Linked DNA regions of Bos taurus: region 1 is linked to region 2. Evidence: chromatin contacts called from public Hi-C data. All regions are on one chromosome and are shown on one strand. The core of a region is the stretch at or near the end of the contact, and the rest is flanking DNA. Distances in the headings are between cores, read along the strand shown.

What was found. A called contact is a pair of places that touch in the nucleus more often than the background predicts.
Region 1: a Hi-C map of an unstated tissue shows a contact between it and region 2, with 2.3 times the contacts expected there. The contact joins the promoter of TBXAS1 here to the enhancer-like site in region 2. A contact is called at or near these places in 4 of 11 Hi-C or Micro-C datasets (8-cell embryo, liver, skeletal muscle and 1 more).

What each region holds. Positions count from the first base shown.
Region 1 is chr4:103,291,634-103,297,588 of ARS-UCD2.0, forward strand. TBXAS1 (thromboxane A synthase 1) reads left to right here and starts at 3,905. Exons shown (of 13, transcript NM_001046027.2): 1 at 3,905-4,134. The coding sequence starts at 4,046.
Region 2 is chr4:103,089,423-103,095,516 of ARS-UCD2.0, forward strand. It overlaps HIPK2 (homeodomain interacting protein kinase 2), which reads right to left. Exons shown (of 15, transcript NM_001372119.1): 7 at 5,171-5,333; 8 at 1,518-1,725; 9 at 307-428. Among named protein-coding and RNA genes, the nearest start is that of CLEC2L, 83 kb to the left of the region's middle. Within about 2 kb of position 4,214, at least 12 of the 102 cell types and tissues checked have an H3K27ac peak or open chromatin away from gene starts, as enhancers often do. A contact at or near this core is called in liver, where this site is marked.

The DNA of each region.
Region 1 (5,955 bases), core at 2,655-5,154, 200 kb after region 2:
TCATAAAAACTAAAAATATACCAATATTTGCATATGTGTAGAAAAAGATAGTGGGGGACATAGACAAATTGGTTAACAGAGTTTATCTCTGGGAGTTGGGATTATAGACTATTTTTTATACAGTTCTGTAGAATTGGTTGTTTTCGTTTTCTATTTTGGCTGCATTGGGTCTTTGTTGCAGTGCTCAGGCTTAGTAGCCCTGAGGCCTGTGTGATCTTAGCTCCCTGACCAAGGATCAAACCCAAGTCTCCAGCATCGGAAGGCAGGTTCTCAATCAGTGGACCACCAGGTAAGCCCTAAGTTGATTGTTTTTAATAGATATGTATTGAAAAGAAAACATCTAGAGAATCGGTTCAGTTCAGTTGCTCAGCTGTGTCTGACTCTTTGCGAGAATAAAAAATCTAGAGAATAAAGGCCTAATATTTAATGGTGGTATATATTACTGGAACAGTCTCCTCCTCATTCTGGAAAAATCTCAACCAGCATGTCTCTGCATTGCATCACAGATACCCAAGCTGTAATACATCCTTAATCATGTTACTCTTCTGATGCAAAGCCTAAAACCTCTCCTGTTTGACCCTTCTGTTCCATCCGGATTAATTACTGTCCACAATTCACTGAGTATTATCTCAGGAGAGTGTTGAAAGGGGGTGATTATCTCTCTACGGCATTTACAGCTTCCACAAATCACAAATCACACACAAAGGGCTCCAGAAATACTAGTTGAGGAATTCGTTGGGCTTCCCTCGTGGCTCAGATGGTAAAGAATCCGCCTGCAATGCGGGAGACCTGGGTTCGATCCCTGGGTTGGGACGATCGCCTGGAGGAGGGCATGGCAACCCACTCCAGTATTCCTGCATGGAGAATCCCCATGGGCAGAGGTGCCTGACCACGGGGTGGCAAAGGGTCGGACACGACTGAGCGAATAAACTCAGCACATGAATGAGAGGAACTGGTGTCTCTAGGGGAGGTGACCACCCCTCGGGACATCCCTGAGCTGACTGCCAACATCAAAGCCATCTCCGTGAACCAGGCAGGGCCTGTGACAGGTCCATCAAAGCCATCCCCATGGAAAGGACAGGGCCTGTGACAGTCCCACAGGCCCATAGCAGGATGGGAGGCATGGCTTCTATATGCAGAGTCTGAGAAGAGATGAGGGCCCTCCCTGGTCTCTGTCACCAGGTGGCCGTGGGACTTTGTACCATCACTTTCTCTTTCTGGATTTCCATTTCTTCTTCCGTAAATAAGATCCAGGCTTGGTCAATATTTCTCCAAGCACATTCCTAAGAGCACAACATCCAGGTTGTGTTTATACATGTCCTTTAAGAGGGATTCTGTGGTCTAATGCACTTGAGGAATGCCGTTCTCTGCACCCCACTGTTGTTGGAGAGTCACCATGCATGTCGGTAGGTTCAAGTCTCCAAGAGGTCTTACGTAAACAAACCTATGTATCAGCTCACTCCAATATTCTTGCCTGGAAAATTCTATGGACAGAGGAGCCTGGCAGGCTACAGTCCACAGGGTTGCAAAGAGTCGGACACAACTGAGTGACTGAGCATAGACGCACACAGTACTGGTCACATGGGACGAGAGACATAGAATATGGAGAGAGGACAGGAAGTCCTAAAGGGCTTGGCTGGAACATGGGGCACTGGTCCAGATAGGTGTAGCCGTTGGGGGACACCCAAGTAGAGATGCAAAACAGGGAGGCAGGTCAAATGGTTAGAGAACAGGGAGGATGCTTGGAAGGAAGGCACTTGGTATTTGCATGGTCACTCTCTTATTTGGGGCTGATGCTCATCAGTGCATCTGGATTTAACTACCATTTGCATATTGGTGCCTTGAATGATTGACTATCACCTTTTGATAAAGAGTATGGGCTTTGGAGTCATACCTCCCATGCCTCAGTTTCTACTTCTCTAAAGTGGGATTAATAATAAGCATTGCCTCCTAGAGTAGCTTGTGAGGATTAAGTGAGCTAATATACCTGGATGTTCTTAGACTAGTATCTAGCACATAGTAAGTCCTCCATAAATGGTACTGTCAGTATTAAGGATTATTATTTGTATTTGCAGCCGAGATTCCTCTCTGACTTGACAGCTCCACTCCAGTGTCTCCCAGGTATCTCAACAGCACCAAAACCCAACTTTTGATCCCAGCAGCACCCCATCTTTTCCCAGCCTTCTTCATCTCAGTGAAGGGTGCTCCCTCAAGTCAGGAACATGGGGATCAGACATGCCGCCTCCCTCCCCTTCTGTCTTCCTCCAATCCACCAGGAAATTCTGCAGAGTCTGTCCCCAGAATAGATTTCAAACTCATCTACTTCTCTCCTCCTCTCAACCCTACTCTAGTTTGAGCAGCCTCGTCTCAAGACGAACAAAATCATCTTCCAAGCGGCTCCCTGCTTCTCTTTCCATGAATTCTTCACGCAGGGCCAGAACAACTCTAACAAACAGAAATATGACCACACTAAACTGCTAAGTGGCACATAAAATGAAGCCCCGGCTGCTTGCCGTGGCTCTGAGCTGTCTGGCCTCTGCAGAGTCTCCTCCTTTCCCAGCTGCTCCTCCAGCTGGCCTGCTGGCCTCTCTCCAGTTCCCACAACAAGGGGAGTTTGCTCCCACCTGAGAGCCTTTATCTGGTCACCTTTTTGGCCCAAAGGCTTTACCTGTCTCCCCCTCGCCTGAGGCTCTTGGCTTCAAGTTGTCCTCCCCAGATTTCCCCCCACACTCTCCTAATGGGTTATCCCAGTTATTCCCAGTCACAGACCTGTGTTCACGACCTTCACAATGCTGTTCTCAACATGCAATTTATCTACTTGTTTATTGTCTATCTGTCCCCAGAGAAAATTCTCCAGAGCCCAGTGCTTCTCCTCCAAGGATTGTAAACCCAGCATACAGCCTGGCCCCCCGACCCATGATGAATGAACAAAAGGCTGTCATGGTGAGTGAATGGTTTCCTCTCTGATACACCCTTCCTGTTACTAAAGGTGTCACCAGCTGATTAATAAGCAAAAGATGATCCAGTCCACCTTAGTCCGATAAGCTCAGAGATAGAACAAAGGGCCCTTACACAAACCTACAGGTATGCTTTTAGACATTTAAGAAATCCTCCAAGTCATTATGAGAGGGCTGACACGAGGCAAGATCCTTAGGCATTGAGTAGGGACCCCACTGAACCCCTAGGGGCCAGGGGACCCCACGGACTAAATGACCTTGAAAAGTGAAAGCACAATTTGCTCAGTTGTATCTGACTCTTTGTGACCCCGTGGACTTTACAGTTCATGGAATACTCCAGGGCAGAATACAGGAGTGGGTAGCTTTCCCTTCTCCAGGGGATCTTCCCAACCCAGGGATGAAACCCAGGTCTCCCACATTGCAGGTGGATTCTTTACCAGCTGAGCCACAGGGGAAGCCCAAGAATACTGGAGTGGGTAGCCTATCCCTGATCTTCCCGACCCAGGAATTGAACCGGGGTCTCCTGCATTGCAGGCGGGTTCTTTACCAACTGAGCTATTAGGGAAGCCCAAACGACCTTAGTGGGATGGATGTCCTCAATGCAGCTGGCATTTTTCATCAGTCTGATGTCTGGCCTTGAATTTTTCTGGGGCATTCAGTTTCCTGACCCATATGAGCATTTAATGACAAATTAATTTTTTTTTAAGCATGTTCTTTCTTTAAGGAGTACTTGTCACGATAGAATTCTACGGTTGCAGCCATTGTCTTTCCCAGCAGACCTTGGGTCAGGTCTGCTGCTGCTTCTTCCCGGGAAAGTTAATGTAAATGTTTATTGGCGGTACCGTCATCAAGAAAATAAAGTTGCTGATTCATTGCCTTACAATGAAACCCTTTGTTTTCCCCTCCTCTTCCTTCCTCTTTATAAGGAGACACTTCCGAGAAAGGGCACACTTCAGAGACCCACATCTTGGGATATTTTCTTGGTTGCCTATGTCTTCTGTCTGCAGACTGTGGGTTCCTGTAACAGCTGGGGGATCAGCCTCTCTCTTTCCTCTGCAGTATCACCCCTCTAGGGTCTCTGAGGAACAATGGAAGTCTTAGGGCTCTTCAGGCTGGAAGTGAGTGGCCCCATGGTGACGGTGGCCCTGTCCGTGGTCTTCTTGGCCCTCCTGAAATGGTAAGTGCAGCCAGTATGTCCCAACCACGGTGACATTGTCAGAAATAGCAGTCGCAGAGCCATGCTGGAACCGGGGTGGGGTCTGTGGGAGTGTGTTTTTCTTCCTCTCTAATCTACAGGGAGTTGAGTATTAACACAGCTTCAGAATTAAAAGCAAACAGCCAGGTTAATCTTTTGCTCTAATGCATGCGATGGAGGTGTCAGGAAAGGCTGGTGATTCAGTGACTGAGAATGCTACACATAATTAAGTTTGAGAGAGAGGGAGAAAGCAACAGATTGGCAAGGTTTGGGCAGAAGTATTTCCTTGCATCCCCGTCCTATCTCCCCAGGCTGGATTTACAGCAGATTCAGCCTCTTGGTTCTGATGACGTTAAAAGGAAAAAAAAAAAAAAGATAAAGGAGCTGTCCGGCAACGTGGTCTGGCGACGTGCATGGGAAAGTCACTGCGAAGGGACTTCTGTAGGTTTAAAGATAAAGAGGTGGAACTAATTTCCTCATTTTCTAATATTTGATAGAAAGGGATGAATGAAGTGTGTGCAGTGCCACCAAGTCTGAGACCTGGGAGGATCTCAAATTTAAACTGGAAACAACTCCCCATGATCTTGTTAATTCAACAGAAGGTTTTCTGAGGTCTGACTTGATCAGAGACTGGATGTGAGGCCCCACAATATGCTTCATTTATGCATATTCACCTTGTCAGTGAAAGTTATTAAAATTACCCACTCCATCAAAAGCACCTGGATTTAGGCAGCTCTGGTTTTTGAGGGGAAAGTGGAAAAAATAATGGAGAGTTTGAGTTTGAACAGAATTTCAATTTACGTTTCTGGTAGTAATAAAGCCTCCTCTCGATTAATAACTGGGAAAGCACTTTGAAAAGCATCAAGCATTATGCAAATGTGAGGTATTATTCTTTTGGAATTTGCATAGCTGAAAATGGAATTCACGTTTGATGTTCTATGATGATGAAATTACTTCTTGGAAATTGGCTCTGAAACCCAGCTTCAGTCCCAGTGCTGTTTTGCTTTCTAACTGGTTTAATTATCTTTTGAACTTTTCTCAGTGTGGCTTATCTTGCCTTGAAACCAGCCACGTGCAAACCCAGGAGCAAGTGGTAGGCTCCTTCCCCCACCCTGCTCTATCCTTCCATCCATCTCAGCGTGTTTCTGCTCAGAGATGGACTTAGCACAGTGCCTGATATGTTCTGGGTGCTTAGTAGACATCAGCCCGTATCATTAACTATCGTTTAATGTGACCTAAACACAGAGGGAAATAAGTCTTTTGTGCTTCAGGTATATTTAAAATTTCTCGTTAATATGCTTATTAATATTAATTTCTCATCAACGGTTGTGCACTGACTGTAATTCTCAAAGAGTGTCCTGTTTGAGGCCCCCATGGTCTCACAGCATCCATATTTCTGTTGTACACTTCACTTCACTTCTGTTTCTGTCTTATTGGGTCTTTTCAATTTCTATAGTCTTAATTTCCAGCTCAGTGCCTGATATATATAGTATGGCTCTGATAAATGTCTGATGAATGGGTGAGTGAATTGCATACATTAATGTTGTGCTTGTCCTGGAAAGGGGCATGTGTCCTGAGTGATAAGCTGCTGTAACTGGGTGTTTCTAATCAGCGTAGATCAGAGTCACAGCTAATAACACCATACCATTCAGCAAGGCAGTTGTGCATTTGTAATCTGTTCCGGGGCCATGCTAATAACTTGGGTCAAAGACACTGAGATTAGAGAGAGGCATGAAGCGGAGGTGGTGAATAGGAAGCCAGAGCAGACTTCTATTTGTTCTTGTGAAAATATTTACCGATTTG
Region 2 (6,094 bases), core at 2,964-5,463:
ACAGAGAGTTATTAGTAGAGTTAGGATTAAAACCTAGGTCTCTCATATTAATCTACATTACAAAGAGACAATAATAATAATAAATTTCTCCAGACTCCCCCTGTGTCTAAATTTCTTCTTGGAACTGTAAGCTAGATACTTAGGAAGGTAATTCACCTGGGGATCATTCGGAATATTACTGATATATTCTAATGACTTGAGGCATCTAACTCACTGCCAGGGAGGGAATTATCAGAGATATATCTCTTTTGTGAACAACATTAACATGTGTCGTGGTAATACCAGTGATAATAAAAAAAGAATTACCTGGGCAAGCAGACCTGGTTGGATCTGAAGAGGCTGAGCTCCTGGGGCTTGAGTGACGATGGGAACGGCGTTTTCCATTCGCACAGAGTAGCCAGCATGTTTAGAGGGAGAGGCCTGCAATCCTAGTGCAGACAAGGGGGAGAAGGTGAGGGGGAGAAGGGCTGAGTAACTGGCAAGAGCTGGATGAGGAGACCTTCCTGGCCCACTCTGTCAGCCCTCAGCTTCCCTTTGCACTAGTCCCCACCAGACACTGCCTGGTCCTTTGGAAGTCTTCCCTGCCTCAGTTTTAACTTAAAAAAAAGTCTGTGGTTTTTTTTTCTTTGGCCATGCCACATGGCTTGTTGGGATCTTAGTTTGCTAACCAGGGATAGAACCCAGGCCTTCATCAGTGGAGGCGTGGAGTCCTACCCGTTGGACCACCATGGAATTCCCTCTAATTTAAAATTTAAAAAAAAAAAAAAAAAAAAAAAACCAAAAAACAACCTTTTTGAATGTTTTCAAAGATTCAGTCAAATTAAGGAGTCTTTAAAGCCCAAAGTGAAACAGTTATGCTGACAAATTACAGCAGGAAAACAGCTGCTTTTGTCATGAAGACACATCTGACTGGGTCAAAGCCGGGGAGAGAGGGTAAGGCTGCTGAACAGCACTTACTCAAACTCAACCACGCAGACTTACACCAGGGGGTTTTCAGAACCAAATTCTCGAGTTTTCAAGGTAAACTATAACAAGGTACCCGGTCAACTCTCGCTTAGAATTTTCAGAAGAGTGCCGGGGTGCCTGGCCAGAGGTGGGGGCACTGGCCAGGAAGTACTTTTCAGAGAGGTTTACACTCGTCACAAGAACGGGGACTGGTGCGCTGTCAGAGGCTGGCAGTGTGCTGTCGATAATCCACACAGAGGTTATCCCACGGGAGAGCTGACATCAGCATAACAACGGGAGCGCACACAATGTGCTGATTTACAGACGGTGGCTGAGCCAGGACAAAACCACTGGCAGGTGGTGCGAATAACAGGGAACGGACTTGACGCAGAAGCCTAAGTCCATTGTTTCTAGGTTGGCTGCCGCAGGATGGGGGCCCTCAAGTTCAGGGATGCCAGGGCTCTCGCGGAAAGAAACAAAGAGGGCTTTAGCAGGACAGAAAAGCATGAGGCCAGCACCGCAGAGGCGGTCCTGGTGGAAGCAGGTGGGAGGCTGGGTCCACTCTGCCTTACCTTGGAAGCCGGGTGGACACACGATGAGCGCTTGCTGGAAGGGGTCGGGCCGGGCGCAGATCTGGGCGGCTCCCGTCTGCAGGGGCATGCTCCGCTGGGCCACCGCGGCCATGGATGCCGCTGAGGGCTGGCAGAGTGCAGATTGGTAGTTTAGTATGGAGACCTCGGGATTGGCTAGGGAAAGAGTAGCACTGGTGGAGGTGGGAGCCTAAAGGAATGGTGGGGATTAGACAAAAATAAACACAAATAAAACATGAGGGAGATGGCATGCTGGGAGACATGGATCCAAATCAAATAAATGAACTCAAAGAAGAGCAAATGAATGAACGAAAACCACGAGCCAAGAAAAAAAGCAAAAACGGGGGAGTGGAAATACAGTTGGAAAGTCTTAGGGGAAAGCAGGCACCTGCAGCCCAGGACACAGAATCACCTTCGATGCTTAGATTCGGGCCTGTTCTTAATATTTTCAGGGCCTGTTCCTAATACTTGCAGGGCCTGCAAGTGCACACGGCATGCCTGCCTGTCAAGTCTAAACAGCAGAGTTAAGGACTGGCTGGAAAGAATTATGATCTGCCCTTCCACGCAGACACAAACACTTTCATAACCACCTGGAAGGCTTTGGTTTGAGTCTGAATCTGGATTCCTTGGCTTGGGCCCTGGAATATGGAGCCGAGTGCCTGCCTGCCTTCTCTCCAGGCTCCAGCTCCGTCCCACAACCTGAGGGCCTTTGGGTGCAGGTATTTGGACTTGGTCTCTACTGGGGAGGATGAAACTAGAAGTGGCTCCTCCAGGCCCCGGGTCTCAGATTCCCGGAGCTTGACACGGAAGCACATGCACTTGGGGAGGGCCTGGGCAGCAAGCCCTTCTGCTCAGGTCTAAGGGTAGCACTTTTACAGATGCCCTTAGATGTTCACAGAGCACAGTTACTGCGAAGAAATAACACTACAGAAATAGAGATGGAGGGGGACGGGCTGAGGCTGGGGTTACTTGTTGGAATTCGGTGCATTCTTGTGCTGGCATTCAGCAACTAAGCCTAAAGGGCAAGGAGAAGATGCCAGGGGGTTAAGAGAACTTGAGATGGGTTAAGTTAAATGGAGATGGGTTAGACAGACACTGAAGTTATGTCCTCTCTCCTTTCTTTTTCAGAAAGAGATAGCATTTGAGGTTGAACTTGCACGTGAAGCAAGGCCATGGAAGGAAAAGGAATTCTACATTGGGAATTCTCCAGTTTCAGCCCATCTTTGTGCTGATCCTTTAGTAAGATAGGTGGAGTAACCCATGGCTTCAATTTCAACCTTGTTTATGAGAGATTTTGCTACTAGAGGCTATAAGGACTAAAAAAGTAAAAAGGGAAAGAGCCACAAGGCTATCGGGAAACATATAAAATTAGGACCTTAGGAAAGGTATGCATATATGTCAAATTTGATGAAAAGGATAAAGTCTCATTTTACCTGTCTTTTATACTTATATTTTATGCTGAATTTCAGTGCAAAGCATAGAATTTGTTTGAAAGTAATCACCACATTAGGTACTGCCCATGTTTAGATTTTAAGATGTTATTTTAACAGCCAGCGTCTGTGCAGCATCACACAGTCAGCCTCCAGGCAGTGTGACTGGGAATGCATGTGTGGCACATGTAGGCCAGCATCTCTTATCGCTGTTTTTTATTGAAGTGTAGTTGATTTACAATGTTGTGTTATGTATATATATCCTAACAAAAGGAAACTCTAGTGAAAGGAATAAATATACACGATTTTCCTGTTCCTTTCCATCACAGGTTACTAAAAGGCACTAAATACAGCTCCCTGTGCTGCACAGTAGGGCCCTGTTGCTCATTTTATACACAGTCATTTGCATGGGGCCAGCATTTTGTGTTGTTACCAACGGCATGACTTGTGTTTCCTTTCTGCTCTCTCTGCAGCCTCACCTCTCCTGGAGGCTCCCCTCAGACACACCTCCCACTAGCCACTTGCCCTCTACACACCAGAGTCCACACTCTCCCCTCATCTTCCTGCCTCCTGGCTTCCCTCTTTGGGGCACTGGCAGCAGTCTCCTCCAGGTTCCCACACGGGTGCTCAGTGGCTCCCCCTTCTGGCCAGCCACTGGTCTTGCTGCTCCTTCCTTCCAAATGTCCCCGGAAGGCTCTCCCTCTTTTTAATCACTACTTCCTTCGCTAAGGCCTTCTGTCCTGGTGCCTGGGACCTGTAGGGCCTTGACTAGTGATGTTCTGGTCTCCACTTCTTGTTTTCTAATTCTTCTTGGGCACAGAGGCTAGAACATTCTTTCCAAATGACTACTTTTTGTGTGATACCACCTCTGCTCAAAAGTCTCCGGTTGCTGCCTAGTGGGCACTGTGTACGCATCTTAGGCTGGCCCTCCTTCCAGTCACAATTAGGCCCTACTTCCCATCTCAATGTATCTTCTACCCTCCCTGCTCAGGGCACCAGCCAGACGGCCTGCTCACCGTGCTGGGACTCTGGAGACGGAGAGCAGAATCACAGTGGTTATTCTGTCCAGGAGTTCACCTGACTGGAGGTGGCTGTCTTAGCCTGAGGGCTGAGCTAGGCGCTGGGTGGGAATGTTTATCACAGGGTACTCCAGGCCTTAGAGAAATGAACTCTTTTGGCTGAGGAGAACGGTAAGGACACCAGCGGCCTCCAGGGGGCAGCAGATTCTAGGCGGCCTCTCCTAGAGGGTAGGCAGAAGGGGAGAGGAACAGGCTGGGAAGGAACGCTGGGCCTTAGCAACCAAACGTTCCGGGAATGGCCTGGGAAGCAGGGTCGGTAACTCTTCATGGGAGCACGGGACCTGTCAAAAGAGTGGATGGCCAGGCAGAGTATTCCCGCTGGAACATACATGCTCTTCTACTATCCAGGGGTGTGGTGTGTGTGTGCGTACACAGGTGTGTGGTCATCATTAAAGACTGATACTAAGACTGAAGAAGATCTAGGGACACTTTCTTTGGGGAAACTGGTAGGTAGGAATAAGAGTTAAAGTCTCTTAGATAGCAGAGGCTGCCTGAGCGAGGCCTTGGAGACTCTTCATGTAGTACATATTTCCTGGGTGTCATCCATATTTCCAGCAGTATATTAGGTGCTAGATTCTGCAAATTTTCTGTAAGAGGTTTGAAAGCTGTGGGTCCCCTTTTAGTTCTCACTGCTGGGATTCTGGTGACAAGACCTGGAAAAGGGCGGGTTTTGTCTGTGTTGAAAGGATATCATGTGGACCCGGCAGTGTGGACAAGAGGAGTGGGGGCCTGAGCTGGATGACCGCTAGCATCCATCCCTTCCAGTTCTAGAATTCTCCATCGGGCAGATGTCAGACATGAGAGGATCCCAGCATCTCCTTTACCTTATTCTCACAGCAGGACAGGGAAGTAGTAGGAGGTACCATCTCAGAAATAACTCTCTTAGTGAGTCATTTCTGGGACCTTTCAAGGGGCTAGGAGTCAATACAAAGAATTCCTGAGGATCTCAAAGGAAAATAATGAAGACAAACACCTTCTTGCAGAGTTGAACGTGACAGTAGAGGGATTTTGTCTGTTGTATACGATATTGGAGTTTTGTCTTCTGACTCAGCTTGGTGGGAAAACAGAATTCCTGACCTTTGCTCTGTCAGCCCCGTGTCTGCCTTCCGCTCTGCTCCCCACTCACCTGGTTGTGGACAGTGTTCAGCTGGTTGTTGAAGGTCATGGTCAGGTTGGTGGATGTGCTGGGGGCCACGTGCGTGATGAAAGGGGTTTTGCTCTGGTTCACCGTGTCATACATGTTCACCCGACGCTTGCAAATCTCCATGTTCTGGAAACATGATTTGACGCTGTTCATGCACAAGCAGAGACAAAGGTGTCAGGGAGAGAGTAACATGGAATTACAGGGGAGAAAATGGAGAGAGAAAAAGAGAGTTAATCTAATAAACGAAAGAACCGAGACACTTCACTTTGGATCTCAAGTTCCTGGATTTCTCAGGCAGTGTCTGCACTTGCAAAAGTTGGTGGTATTTACAGGAATTCCACCCTCCCCTGCCCCCTCCCCCCACACCTTCTCACTGCCTCCTCCTCATCCTGGGTGGGTAACAGTTCTCCACCAACACAACAGACCTCTTGGCTCTCACTGCATTTCCTCCTGCTGCTGATCTGCTTCCCAATTTCCACAGCTCATTCTTGGCTTTCAAAGTGGTTTCTGGCCCATAAATAAACATGTAAGTTCTCTGATTGGCACTGGTCATCAACGGATGACCTGCCGCCATCTTCCTTGCCCACGCCCTTTCCAGCTAACCCAGGACACCAGCGCCATCTAGGGGTCAGCCAAAGAATAGCCAACCCGGTGTCAGGACCTATTGGCACTCTTGCTCCTCCCTGGATTGTGCAGGAAATGAGCGAAGGGTTCTCATTGGAAAAGACTCTGATGCTGGGCGGGATTGGGGGCAGGAGGAGAAGGGGACAACAGAGGATGAGATGGCTGGATGGCATCACTGACTCGATGGACGTGAGTCTGGGTGAACTCCGGGAGCTGGTGATGGACAGGGAGGCCTGGCGTGCTGCGATTCATGGGGTTCAAGAGAGTCGGACATGACTGAGC